Linked DNA regions of Mus musculus: all the other regions are linked to region 2. The links are chromatin contacts, called in public HiChIP or PLAC-seq maps. All regions are on one chromosome and are shown on one strand. The core of a region is the stretch at or near the end of the contact, and the rest is flanking DNA. Distances in the headings are between cores, read along the strand shown. Region 1 holds the start of Igsf23 (immunoglobulin superfamily, member 23). Region 2 holds the start of Fosb (FBJ osteosarcoma oncogene B). Region 3 holds the start of Bcl3 (B cell leukemia/lymphoma 3).

What was found. HiChIP or PLAC-seq counts read pairs in DNA pulled down with a chosen protein or histone mark.
Region 1: a contact with region 2 is called in an H3K27ac HiChIP or PLAC-seq map of regulatory T cell precursor, with 3 times the contacts expected there. The contact joins the promoter of Igsf23 here to the promoter of Fosb in region 2. A contact is called at or near these places in 2 of 115 datasets of contacts at active chromatin or transcription factors (memory CD8 T cells and regulatory T cell precursor).
Region 3: a contact with region 2 is called in an H3K27ac HiChIP or PLAC-seq map of bone marrow-derived dendritic cells, with 2.0 times the contacts expected there. The contact joins the promoter of Bcl3 here to the promoter of Fosb in region 2. A contact is called at or near these places in 4 of 115 datasets of contacts at active chromatin or transcription factors (bone marrow-derived dendritic cells, bone marrow-derived macrophages, memory CD8 T cells and 1 more).

The regions. Positions count from the first base shown.
Region 1 is chr7:19,949,315-19,952,948 of GRCm38.p6, forward strand. It overlaps Igsf23 (immunoglobulin superfamily, member 23), which reads right to left and starts at 1,429. Exons shown (of 5, transcript NM_027308.2): 1 at 1,131-1,429. The coding sequence starts at 1,194.
Region 2 is chr7:19,308,593-19,312,271 of GRCm38.p6, forward strand. Fosb (FBJ osteosarcoma oncogene B) reads right to left here and starts at 1,453. Exons shown (of 4, transcript NM_008036.2): 1 at 714-1,453. The coding sequence starts at 839.
Region 3 is chr7:19,821,314-19,825,073 of GRCm38.p6, forward strand. It overlaps Bcl3 (B cell leukemia/lymphoma 3), which reads right to left and starts at 1,442. Exons shown (of 9, transcript NM_033601.3): 1 at 1,124-1,442. The coding sequence starts at 1,364.

The DNA.
Region 1 (3,634 bases), core at 179-2,678, 640 kb after region 2:
ATGGCTTTCCCTTTCTTAGCGGGTACCCAGGCTTGTCCAGTGTGGAACTGCAGCCGAACCCAACCACGCGAGTTCCCAGGAAGCCTTGTCCCATGAACCACACACCACTTTCCCCCCTTGACTTCCGATGATGCATTGGCTAGCACTGCCTCGAACTTCCTAGCAAGCACTGGATGCAATTCTGTCCCAAGATGCTAACACTACCTTGGTGGCGGGTGCAGTTACAATGGTGGTGCTGACTTCCTCATGGAGCGTAGGAGTTTGTCTTTCATGTCTGTTGAGCTATCTCACTCAAATACCCCTAAATTCCCATGTTTTTTCTTTTTGAGACAAGCTCTCATGTAGCCCAGGCTAGCCTTAAGCTCACAATATAACCGGGTTTGACTTGAACTCCTCATCCTCCTGCTTCCTCCCTAATGCTGGGACTCCTGTGTATATCAGCACACATGGTTTATCTGGAAGCCAGGGCCTCCTAAGCTAGGTGCGCACTGGACCAACTGAGACCGGCCTCAGGACCTGGTATATGAATGTTCGTATTGTTAGTTTGTTTGAGACAAGGTCTTGCTATGTAGTCCTGACTAGTGTGGCCTTCACTGAGTAGCATAGGTTGGCCTCGAATTCACAGCAATCCTCCCGTCTTAGTCTTCCCGGCTCTGAGATAATGCTGGGCTGTGATAATTTTATTAGGGCCGTGCTGCTCTGGCAGAAAGGGACAGGGCTCTGGAATTCTAACTCTGATCTTTGCCAGTCCTGGGTGATTAGCAGGGGAAGGTCCCTCTCTGATCTTCTAATTCTTCTTTGTAAAAAGAACTAGCACCTCCCCTGAGGCAGGCAGGATGTGACTGAGGTAAAGAGCCGGGCAGTGTAGGCACACACCTGTGCCCTCAGCGGTGGGGGGAGGGGCAGAGCTGAAGCAGGAGGATTGCAGGAACTTCTGAGCTATGCCGCGGAGTGGGCCTACCTAGCAAGACTAAAAAGGATCCCGCTCCACAACAAAAAGATTGCTGGCGAATTTGGAGCGCTCCGGTTTCATAACCAGGAGTTCTGTGCTGCGATCTATGTGGGCTCTCTGAGGGTGTCCCTTCTTTGTCCCCAGCCCGAGGTGAAGCCATGTTCGCTCTCTCACGAACCTGTTAGTAGAAGCGTCTCCCAGGCAGGAATGAGGCCACGGCCTGAGTCCCGAAGACAGTTCATGTCGTCCTCTGCCCTTGGACCTCTCAGGGAATTCTGGTAGAAGAACCTCGAGGACCCAGCCCCACTCCTCCGCAGACAGGGTCTCTGCCCTTGCTCCACCTCCTGCTAGGAGTCCCGCCTCAGCCTCTTCCTCCAGCACCCCTATTAGTGGTGGGAGGGGAGTGGGCTAACCTACGCTTTAGCATAGAGAATTCTAGGGTCCCCCGTCCTCTATAACCGGCGCAGACTGAATGCTGAGGAAGAAGGATGTGGCACTATACATAGCCTTCCCCTTGCCCGCGTCAGACGGGACTGAGGTCAAAGGTCAACTCGATAGGAGGCAGCTGGAGCCCTCCCCTTGGCTACACTGCCAGGTTCTCTATCAGCCAGCTCTGAGCCCAGCCCCTCTCTGGAAAATGACAGTGTGCCACAATCAGAGAGACATGGCCCAAGGGCCAGAACATTCCAGGCACTTGGTTAGGTGAATGGCAGTGGCTGCTAAAATTGAGCTATTTTTTTTGTTTGGTATTGTCGTTAGTGGTGTGTGTGTGTTTAAGTCAGAGTGTGCTTATTATTTGTCAACTTGACGTAAACCTAGACATATTTGGGAATAAAGAATCTCAGTTGGGTAGGCTGGAGAGATGGCTCAGCGGTTAAGAGCACTGACTGCTCTTCCAGAGGTCTTGAGTTCAAATCCCAGCAACCACATGGTGGCTCACAACCATCTGTAATGGGATTTGATGCCTTCTCCTGGTGTGTATGAAGACAGCTACAGTGTACTCATATAAATAAAATAAATAACTCTTTAGCCGGGTGTGGTGGAGCATGTCTTTAATCCCAGCACGGGCAGGGGCAGGGGCAGGGGCAGGGGCAGGGGCAGGGGCAGGGGCAGGGGCAGGGGCAGGGGCAGGGGCAGGGGCAGGGGCAGGGGCAGGGGCAGGGGCAGGGGCAGGGGCATTTCTGAGTTCGAGGCCAGCCTGGTCTACAGAGTGAGTTCCAGGACAGCCAGGGCTACACAGAGAAACCCTGTCTCGAAAACAAAACAAAACAAAACAAAACAAAACAAAACAAAACAAAACAAAACAAAACAAAACAAAACAAAACAAAACAAAACAAAACATCTCAGTTGGGGACTTGCCTCCATTAGATTGGCCTGTGAGAATATCTATAGGGCATTTGTGCTCTCTCTCTCTCTCTTCCTTCCTTCTTTTTTTTTCTTTGAGACAGGGTTTCTCTGTGTAGCCCTGGCTATCATGGAACCCTTGCTGTAAATCAGGCTGGCTGGCCTGCCTGCCTCTGCCTCCCTTGCTGGGACTACAGGTGTGTACCACCACAACCTGGCCTGGAATTTTCTTGATTCATGGCTGATATAGGAGGACCCATTCCACCTGGCAGGTGCCACCCCCAGGCAGGTCTTCCTGGAGTATATAAGAAACCAGGCTGAGCAAGCTGTGAGGGACCAACTGTGAGGGGCAAACTGTGAGGGGCCAGCTGTGAGGGGCCAGCTGTGAGGAGCCAGCTGTGAGGGGCAAGCTGTGAGGGGCAAACTGTGAGGGGCCAGCTGTGAGGGGCCAGCTGTGAGGGGCCAGCTGTGAGGGGCAAGCTGTGAGGGGCAAACTGTGAGGGGCAAACTGTGAGGGGCCAGCTGTGAGAGGCCAGCTGTGAGGGGCCAGCTGTGAGGGGCAAGTTAGGGAGTAGTTTTCCTCCATGGCTCCTGCTTCAGTTTCTTCCTCCAGGGTCCTGCCTTGAGTTCTTGCCCTGACTTACCTCACTGAAGGACCTGAGAATTGTAAGCCAAAACAAAGCCTTGCCCACTCAAATGGCTTTTGGTCACGGTGTTTTGTCACAGCAGTAGAAATCCTAACTAAGACATGGGGTATTACCATGTAGCCCTGGCTTGTCTGGAATTTGCTATGTAGACCAGGCTGGCCTCAAACTCACAGAGACCCACCTGCTTCTTCTTCCCCAGTGCTGGGATTAAAGGCCTTCGCCACCACAGTGGGCCTATATTATTGTTTTTGAACAGGCTCTCATGTGGCCTAAGCTGGCCTCAACTTCTCATATACAGCCAAGGCTGGCCTTGAATGCCTGACCATCTGCCTCCATGTCTGGAATAATGGATTCTGGACTGCTTGTTAGTGAATAAGAGAATGAAGAATTGATTGCGTCAGATAGGAGTGCCAGGATTTTAACTCAAATCCCCGTGACTCACAAGCTCATGCTTTCTCTCCCAGACACAGGTCCGCCCCGGGGGCAAAGGTCACTCAGGACTCTAATAATAACCATTATCGGATGACTCGGTTATTTATTGTCATTTACTACGCGGCAGGCTCAGTGATTTCTCTGTAGTTGTTTGAGCTGATTGGTTTTGTTTAATCAACTTGACACAAGCTAGGACTGTTGAGGTCTGCCCCCTTCAGCATAGCTGCAGCCATTTTGTTCCATGCCTGCCAGCTATCCC
Region 2 (3,679 bases), core at 203-2,702:
AGGAAGGGAACGCTGATTGGCTAAAGCTCGCGCCGCGACAGCCAATCACAAAGCCACGCTGCCCCCTCCCTTAGCAACGTGGCCTCGGCGTTCCAAAATAGAACGTGCCCGGGACGTCAGGGGCGGGGCGGGCGGAGGGGGCGCTGCGCGCTGTGCGTGCCCCGCGTCAGACGGAGGATTCCAGCGCGTCAGCCTTTACGCACGGGTCCCCCGTTACGTCTCCGCGCAGGAGGCGGAGGCAGCGTGACCGGGGTTCGAGGCCCTAACTCTTGCTGGGTGGAGGGTGACTGCGGACTTGCAGTCCGCGTTTTGAAGGAAGAGGGAAGAGGAGGAGGCTCCTGGAAGCTTCTCTGGAATTTTTTGTTTCTTTTTCTTCCCCTACTTGCCTAGCTTCGGCTTAGGGAGCCGGCTTTCGGCTAAAAGTTCTCAGCTTCTGCTAACCACCGGGTATATACTTTGCACCGGGCATCGCCAACGTTTGCCCAGCTGCATTCCTTTCCCGCGCTCCGCGCAAATAACCTTTTGCAAACATCACTCCATTCTTTGCAGTTTGCAAACAACAAAAAACCAAAGTGCAAACCGAACTATTGCAATCCCAGATCCTGGGTTTTGGCGCGTCTCTATTTGAGAGGATGCTCAATCTACACTTTAGCCTGAAAGAAACACCCCCCCCCCCAACCACTAAAGTAGAATCTTTACGATCTAAAACTTACCTGGGAGGCGGCGGCGGTGGGTGGACTGCCGAAGGAGTCCACCGAAGACAGGTACTGAGACTCGGCGGAGGGTGATGAGCTACACCGGGAGCCGGAGTCGTAGTCTCCGGGAAAAGCTTGAAACATTTCCCTGGGCACAGGGGGGCCCCTGTGACCACGCTGAGGTCGCCGGGAAGCCAAGGCTATGGCCGAGTGGAATGAGATGCGAGTCCGGAGTAGACCGGACACGTCTCCAAAGTGCGCTGCTCGGGGAAGCTTAGTCTCCGGTTCGGAGAACTGCCCAAGTTTCGATGCAAGTTCCCTCTGCAAGATCCCAGATCCCCTTCAGACCGCCGCTGTACCTCCTGAAAGTCCAGGCTCTGTCGGTTTCACGGGGGGCGACGCGGGGATCGCTCCCCGCCCAGAAACCCGCCGGGCAGTGCCGCGGTGCAGCGTGCGCTTCAGATGCAGTTCCAATCCTGTCGAAGCGTCCCAAGAAATGAGGGAGAGCAGAGGGGCGCGATCCAGAAGCCCACAGAAAGAAAGTCTATCCTCCGGACGAATCGGAAGAACGATCTAGAAAGAGTCTTGCAAAAAGGAAACCCACAAAACTTTCTCTCCAGTTTAAAAATATATATAAATATATATATATAAATTTTTCACGGCCTCCAAGAAGAAGAAAAAGAAAGAGTCACCAGTAGTCAAGTCCAGCAAGCCCCGGCTCCGCGTGTCCCCGGCGTAGCCGCTCCAGTCTTATGAATGAAACCGGGAGCTGCCGGGCTGAATTTATGCCTCCGGGACCCGCCCCCGCGCTTGCGTCACCCGCAACTCCATGCACAAACCTCCCAAACTCTCCCTTCCCGCCGACTGAGCTCCTTGTGGCGCCCTCCAGGGCCTCGTGCACCTGCCACCTGCCCATAGTGTGACCCTGGGGGTCTCGGGGGTCCCCAAGGCTGCGTTCTGAGGGGCTTCGCGGGAGGGGATCCCGCCCCGCCCTCCCCGGAGTTCCTGTGACGCAATTAGCCATATAAGGAGCTCGGCCAGCGCGGCCCAGTGTTTGTTTGGTATCCTAGCAATTACGTCAGAGGGAATCCCTCGCTCCTGCGCGCGCCCGCTGTTGCGCTGTGCGGAACCCGCCCGCGCCTGCGCAGTTCCACGCTGTCCCGGAGGCTGAGATTGACAGGCGCCTAAACTCCCTCAGAAGGCCCCTGCTGACCCGGGTTGGAGAAGGTGCAACTCCAGATCCCAGGTCTGCTTATACCCCTGGGACCCCACCCTCCCCAAACCGGTGCAGCGCCCCTGCTGGTGAAAAAGAGCAAGGTCCCCAGTGCAGATTCTGGCGAGAGGGGTATAATCAGTCTAGGTGGGGAAACTGAGGCTCAGGAGGAATTGGAGAGTCTGTGATATCTCCAGGTGTAGGGATGGGTAAGGATGCAGTCCCCTCCCCACTAGCTTTGTCACGGATTCTGTGTGACTCGGTGAGCTTGGAAAATGTGCTCCCTCCCTGATCTAAAACTTCAGTACTCATAGCTAAGCAAAGGATAGGTGGCTTTTCCGGGTCCCTGAATCTGGGGGACCTGCAGAATTGGAGCAGGTAGGAACCCACACCCGGTGAGTTCTTCAGGCTTGATGGTGTTGGAAGCCTCTCCTTCCCACTTAGCTCAGGAGACAGAAAAGAAAGTGTGTATACAATAATAATTGAACAATAATAATTGGTGGTGTCTGGTGGTGGTGGCAGCTGCGGCAGCAGCACACATCTTTAATCCCAGCAGAAGCAGGGAGATCTCTGTGAGTTCGAAACCAGCTTGTTCTACAGAGTGAGTTCCAGGACAGCCAGGGCTACACAGAGAAACCCTGTCTCGAAAAATAAATAAATAAAATACTAGTGCATTAATATAATCGGTGGCATGTGTTTAGCAATCAGCAGGTATCAGCCCCAGCAAGATGGTTCACAGGTAAAGGAGCTTGCTACACATACCTGACAACCTGAGTCCCATCCCTGGGACTCACGGTGGAAGAAGAAAAATGACTCCTAAAAATTGTTCTCTGATCTCCACATGCATGCAAAGACAGAAAACAACCAGTACTCATATGTAGTAATAATAATAATAATAATAATAATATCAATATTAATGATTTAAACAAAAGGGGATGTGAGGGCGGGAATGTAGCTTAAAGTGGAATGAATGTCTAGCATGTGTGAAGTCCTGGGTTCTATCCACATCCAGAAGGAAAGAATATATATACACGTATTGTGAACATCCCCTCCCCCTATTGTGAACATCCCCTCCTCTTTCTACCCTTTGCCCTCCTCCTTTCTCTGTCTGTTTTTGAGATGGGGTCTCATTATGTACCACCTTTGGCCTGGAATTCATTCTGTAGGCCAGGATGACCTCTACCTCTTGAGTGTTGGAGTTAAAGGCACCTTCCACCATGCCAGGCATATCTGATCTTATGTCCTGCTTGTTTGTTTGTTTGTTTGTTTTTAAAACAAAGACTAGAATTTACTATGTACCCAAGGATGACAATGAACATCTTGCTCTCACCTCTATATTGTCGCCAGGCCTGGTTTATTACTGGGGATGTAATCCAGGGGCCTCCTGCATGCTAGGGGAGCCCTCTGCCAACGGCTGCTGCATCGCTGGCCAGGGTCCTGATTCTTAAGTACCCACTAAGAAGGATGCCACCAGCAACTGCAAAAAGCCTGGGAGACCCCAGGCCAAGCCTAGGGAAAGAAAACTTTTCCAGGGGAGATGCCACACACACATGTCCATTCACCCTAGACAGGGAGCCAGCTCAGAAGAGACCAAAGTCCAATTTGCTGAACCGATGAATTTTCTATTAGAGTTACTTACAGGAGTGTGCATGGGTGAGGGGTGACTTACGGGAGAAGTCACTCAAAGACAGCTGCGTCACCCAAGCCCGCCCCAGCATGAGTGACAGCTTACAAAGCTGGGAGCCTGGAGCACCCTGCAGAGCCTGAAGAC
Region 3 (3,760 bases), core at 192-2,691, 510 kb after region 2:
CCTACATCACATCTCTTCTCTCACAAATGTCTGACCTCCATCTACAGAAAGGACCCTTAAGGGCAGAGAGAGCCCTGTCACCACCCAGCAGGGGACTTCAGTTATAAGATTACACTGTGAGTAATTAGCTGAAGGAATAAATGACAAGCTAATATCTGGGTGTAGGGGATCTGGGGAGTTGGGGCTGTCAGAAAACTTGTCCTTTAGAACCCTTTTGGATGACAACGTTGGGAAGGGTCATTGCACAGATGGGGAAATGGAGGGCAGGGTTCTCATCAGATGGAGAAGGTCTCTTGTTACATAGTGTCCTCCTGCTGGAGCATGATAGGTAGTAGCTGAAGAACCTGGAGGGCCCAGAGACCTCAGCAGCGCTGGGGTATTTAGCAGATAGTAATGTGCCTACTGCAGGTGGATGTCCCTTCCTGGATATAAAAGTTGAAGAGAAAGGTATCCGGTTTCTTGCTGTCTGACCAGCTCTGGGGTTCCCTTTCTAAAGTCCCCCCTTCCCAGGTCCCCGAATCCCTCTCCTTGGACCGAAGCCCTTCAGTTTCTAAATTCCTTGTGTTCCCTCTCTTAGAACCCTCAGTCCCCAAGCCTGCCCCTAGGGCCACCTGACCCAGGGACACTTGTGAGTGCTCACAACTAGCCTGCAGAATGCAGTCACTATCGCCCTAAGACCTCGGTTCCCAGGATTTTAACCTACCGTATCAGCCTCCTTGGATCCTGGGTCCATTTCTATTCATCTCCCCATATCTGCTTACCAGAACCCCAGTTTCCAAGGTCCGAGTGACGATTATTCATAGTTCTGAACATCTGGTCTCTCCCAACCAGATATTCTGCGTCTCTGGAGTGTCTTGGGATCCCATATCTGCGACACTGGACGCTGTCTTCTGACCCCCATTCCCCAAGGCCATTTGACCCTTGGGCACCTGCCTGGGTGAACTTCTTGGCACGCCCATGGCTGAGCTCCAGGGCCTCTCAACCTCTTTCCTAGCTGTCTTTGGGTCATCAACTTGCACCCTGGAGTCCCAGCTACCAGGAACCCCAACTATTTGTGTCCTGTGTTCTGCTGACCTTAGGTGGCCCCCACCCGGCCCTGACTTTCATGGGGGAGGCCACTCACCCTGGTAGTAAAGGGCCTCCGGCCTGGCCACACAGTGGGGGGGCCCAGGGACAACCGGGACGTCGCAGCCGCTGCGCAGGGCGTCCAGGGGTCCAGCGGGGCTGCGCGTGGTTGCGGGCTCTGGGGACGCGGGGCGCAGCGGGCGTTTGCGGAGTGGCAGCGCGGCGCCCGGGGTGCCCTTGGGCCGGGTGCGCAGGTCCACGGGCCCCTCGTCCATGGCCCCCGCGGGGCATCGGGGCATCGGGCCGCCCGGAGACGCCGGGGCGTGCGGCGAGCTCGGCACGGGAAGGCGGTCTCGCCGGGCAGCGGGACTTCCCCTGCCGCCGACTGAACTGAAGGGACTTTTGTCAGTCGGGGCGGCGCCCGCCTCCCGCCTCCCCGCCCCCGGGCCCCCGGGGCCACCCGTCCGCCCCAGGGGTTTCCTGGACCCGCGTCTCGGAGGCGGAGCTCCTGGTCCCCACCCGCCACTCTGCTCATTGTGCCTCTGGCCGGGAGCTCTGTCTGGGTCTGAGTCCTTGAGATTCTCACATCTTCTGTCTGTCTCTCGCTTTGTTAGACTGGAGCTCCTGTAGCCCAGGCTAGTCTCGAACTCACTATGTAGTAGAGGGTGGTCTTGAACTTCTGTTCCTCCTGTTTCAACCTCCTGAGTGCTGAAATGACACTTGCACTACTGTGCCTTGATCTATTTGTCTGTCTGTCTATCTATCTATCTATCTATCTATCTATCTATCTATCTATCTATCTATCTATCTATCTTTCCAGCCAGCCAGCCTGCCTTCCTTCCTTCCTTCCTTTCTTTTTTTCTTGGACCATGGATCGAAGGCTAGCCTTAAATTTGCTGTGTAGCGGAAGATGACCTTGAACTCCTGATCCTCCCTCCTCTACCTCCCATCTCGCCTGGGACACCATAACCGGCAAACGTTTCTGTTGGCTGGTGGGGGGGGGGGGAGGCTCCTGCGTGCTAGGGATCCATACTTCTAAGCCCCTCCCCCAAATCCCCCATCTCTGAATCTCTTGGCTGTGTCTGGCGATCGCTTCTACTTTTGTGAGCACCTTCCCCTCCCACTGGTCCCATCTTTCCTTTAGTATTTCTGACTCTTTCAGCCATCTCCCTTAGTGCCAACTCTGAAGTCCTTAGAGGCCACAGGGTTGCTAGGGCATGGGTCTGAATCCTGAGTCCTACTTCCTCTTGGGTGACCTTGGCCATGCACTTCTCCCTCTGAGCCGTTTCCTTTTTGCAATGCTGGAGCCTAGGAGCTTGTGCACTTGAGCGATCTCCCAGCCCTCTTTGCGTTCCGTTTTAAGACTAAGCTGTTCGGACTGGCTTTGCCTTTGTTCTGTAGCCCAGGATGGCTTAGAACCTGAATCTTCCTGTCTGAGGTGGGATGCAGGTCTGCACCATCAGGGTGAGCCCAGACTCACTCTTTGTGCGAGAGAAAAGCCCAGCCCAAGGCAGAGACTGGTTCTTGGCAGAAAGTAGCCACCCTCTGCCTTCCTCATGCCTCCTAACTCGCAGGGCACAGGATAGCTAGGGGTGCAGGAGAGCTCTGAATGTGTCTCCTTGCCAGGTCCCTGCACCCAGCCAGAGGCCTCAAAGAACGAAACGCCAATGAATCCCAGATGCAGAGAGAGAGAGGAGATTTGGAGACAGATCCTGAGAGATGCAAGTGTAGATAGGGAGAGTTAAGAGTTTGGACCAGCAGGCCTCACTTAGGGCTCAAGGCCAGACAACTGTGGGGGTTGGGGGGTGTAGGTTGACTCCCTCAGCTTTCCCCACTTCCCTTCCCACCCCAAGGAGGGGCTGGCTGGTGGGGAACAGGCCGGGCTGGTTGGGGCCCTGACTCAAACCCGCTGGAGCCGGGGAGGCGGGGCAGAGGCTCCGCCTCCTCCGGGTCCGCCCCGGGGCGGGGCAGCAGCTCGGGGCTTTCCCGGACATCCCGGGAGGTGGAGCACACACTGGGGTTGAGTCCAGGTCACTGAGTCACAGGGAGGCGGAGGGGGGCGGGGCGGCTTTGTAGACTTAGAGAGGCAGGGGAATAGCACCGCATGGCAAACCTGCTCAGAGGATTCTCAGGGTTCTCTGGTTCTTTCTCTGGATGTTCATGTGTCTCTACAAACCTGGCCCTGCATTCTGTTCCCTGACTCCTTTTTTTTTTCCAGGCAAGGAGACTCTCTTTAGCCCAGGCTGGCCACGAACTAGGGGCGATCTTCTTGCCTCTGCCTCTGTGCTGAAATTACAGGTGAGAGTCACCACCTCCATTTTTCTGTCCCTTTTTGTCCCTGTGCCCTCCGTGGTGCTTCTCTGGGACCGTGTAAGTGGGTGTGGAGTTGTGAAGGGACTTTGGCCGGCTGAGGCCGCACCCAGGTGGATGGTTAACCTGGTTTGTGGGATTCGAAGTGCCAGGCGACCTTACCACTTCCCATTGCCTTTTGTCTCTCCGGCTGCCTCACCCCCCACCCCACCCCATAGTGTTCCATTAAGGTGAATCAGGGGAGCGGCTACTGATTTGAAGAGATCTGTGTTCAAATCTCACCTCCAAGCCACCTGGGGAGTTGCATATTTGAGGTACTCAGGAGCTAAGGAAAGAGTATAGAAAGGTTGCAACTAGCCTGGGCTACAGAGTGAGCTGAAGGCTA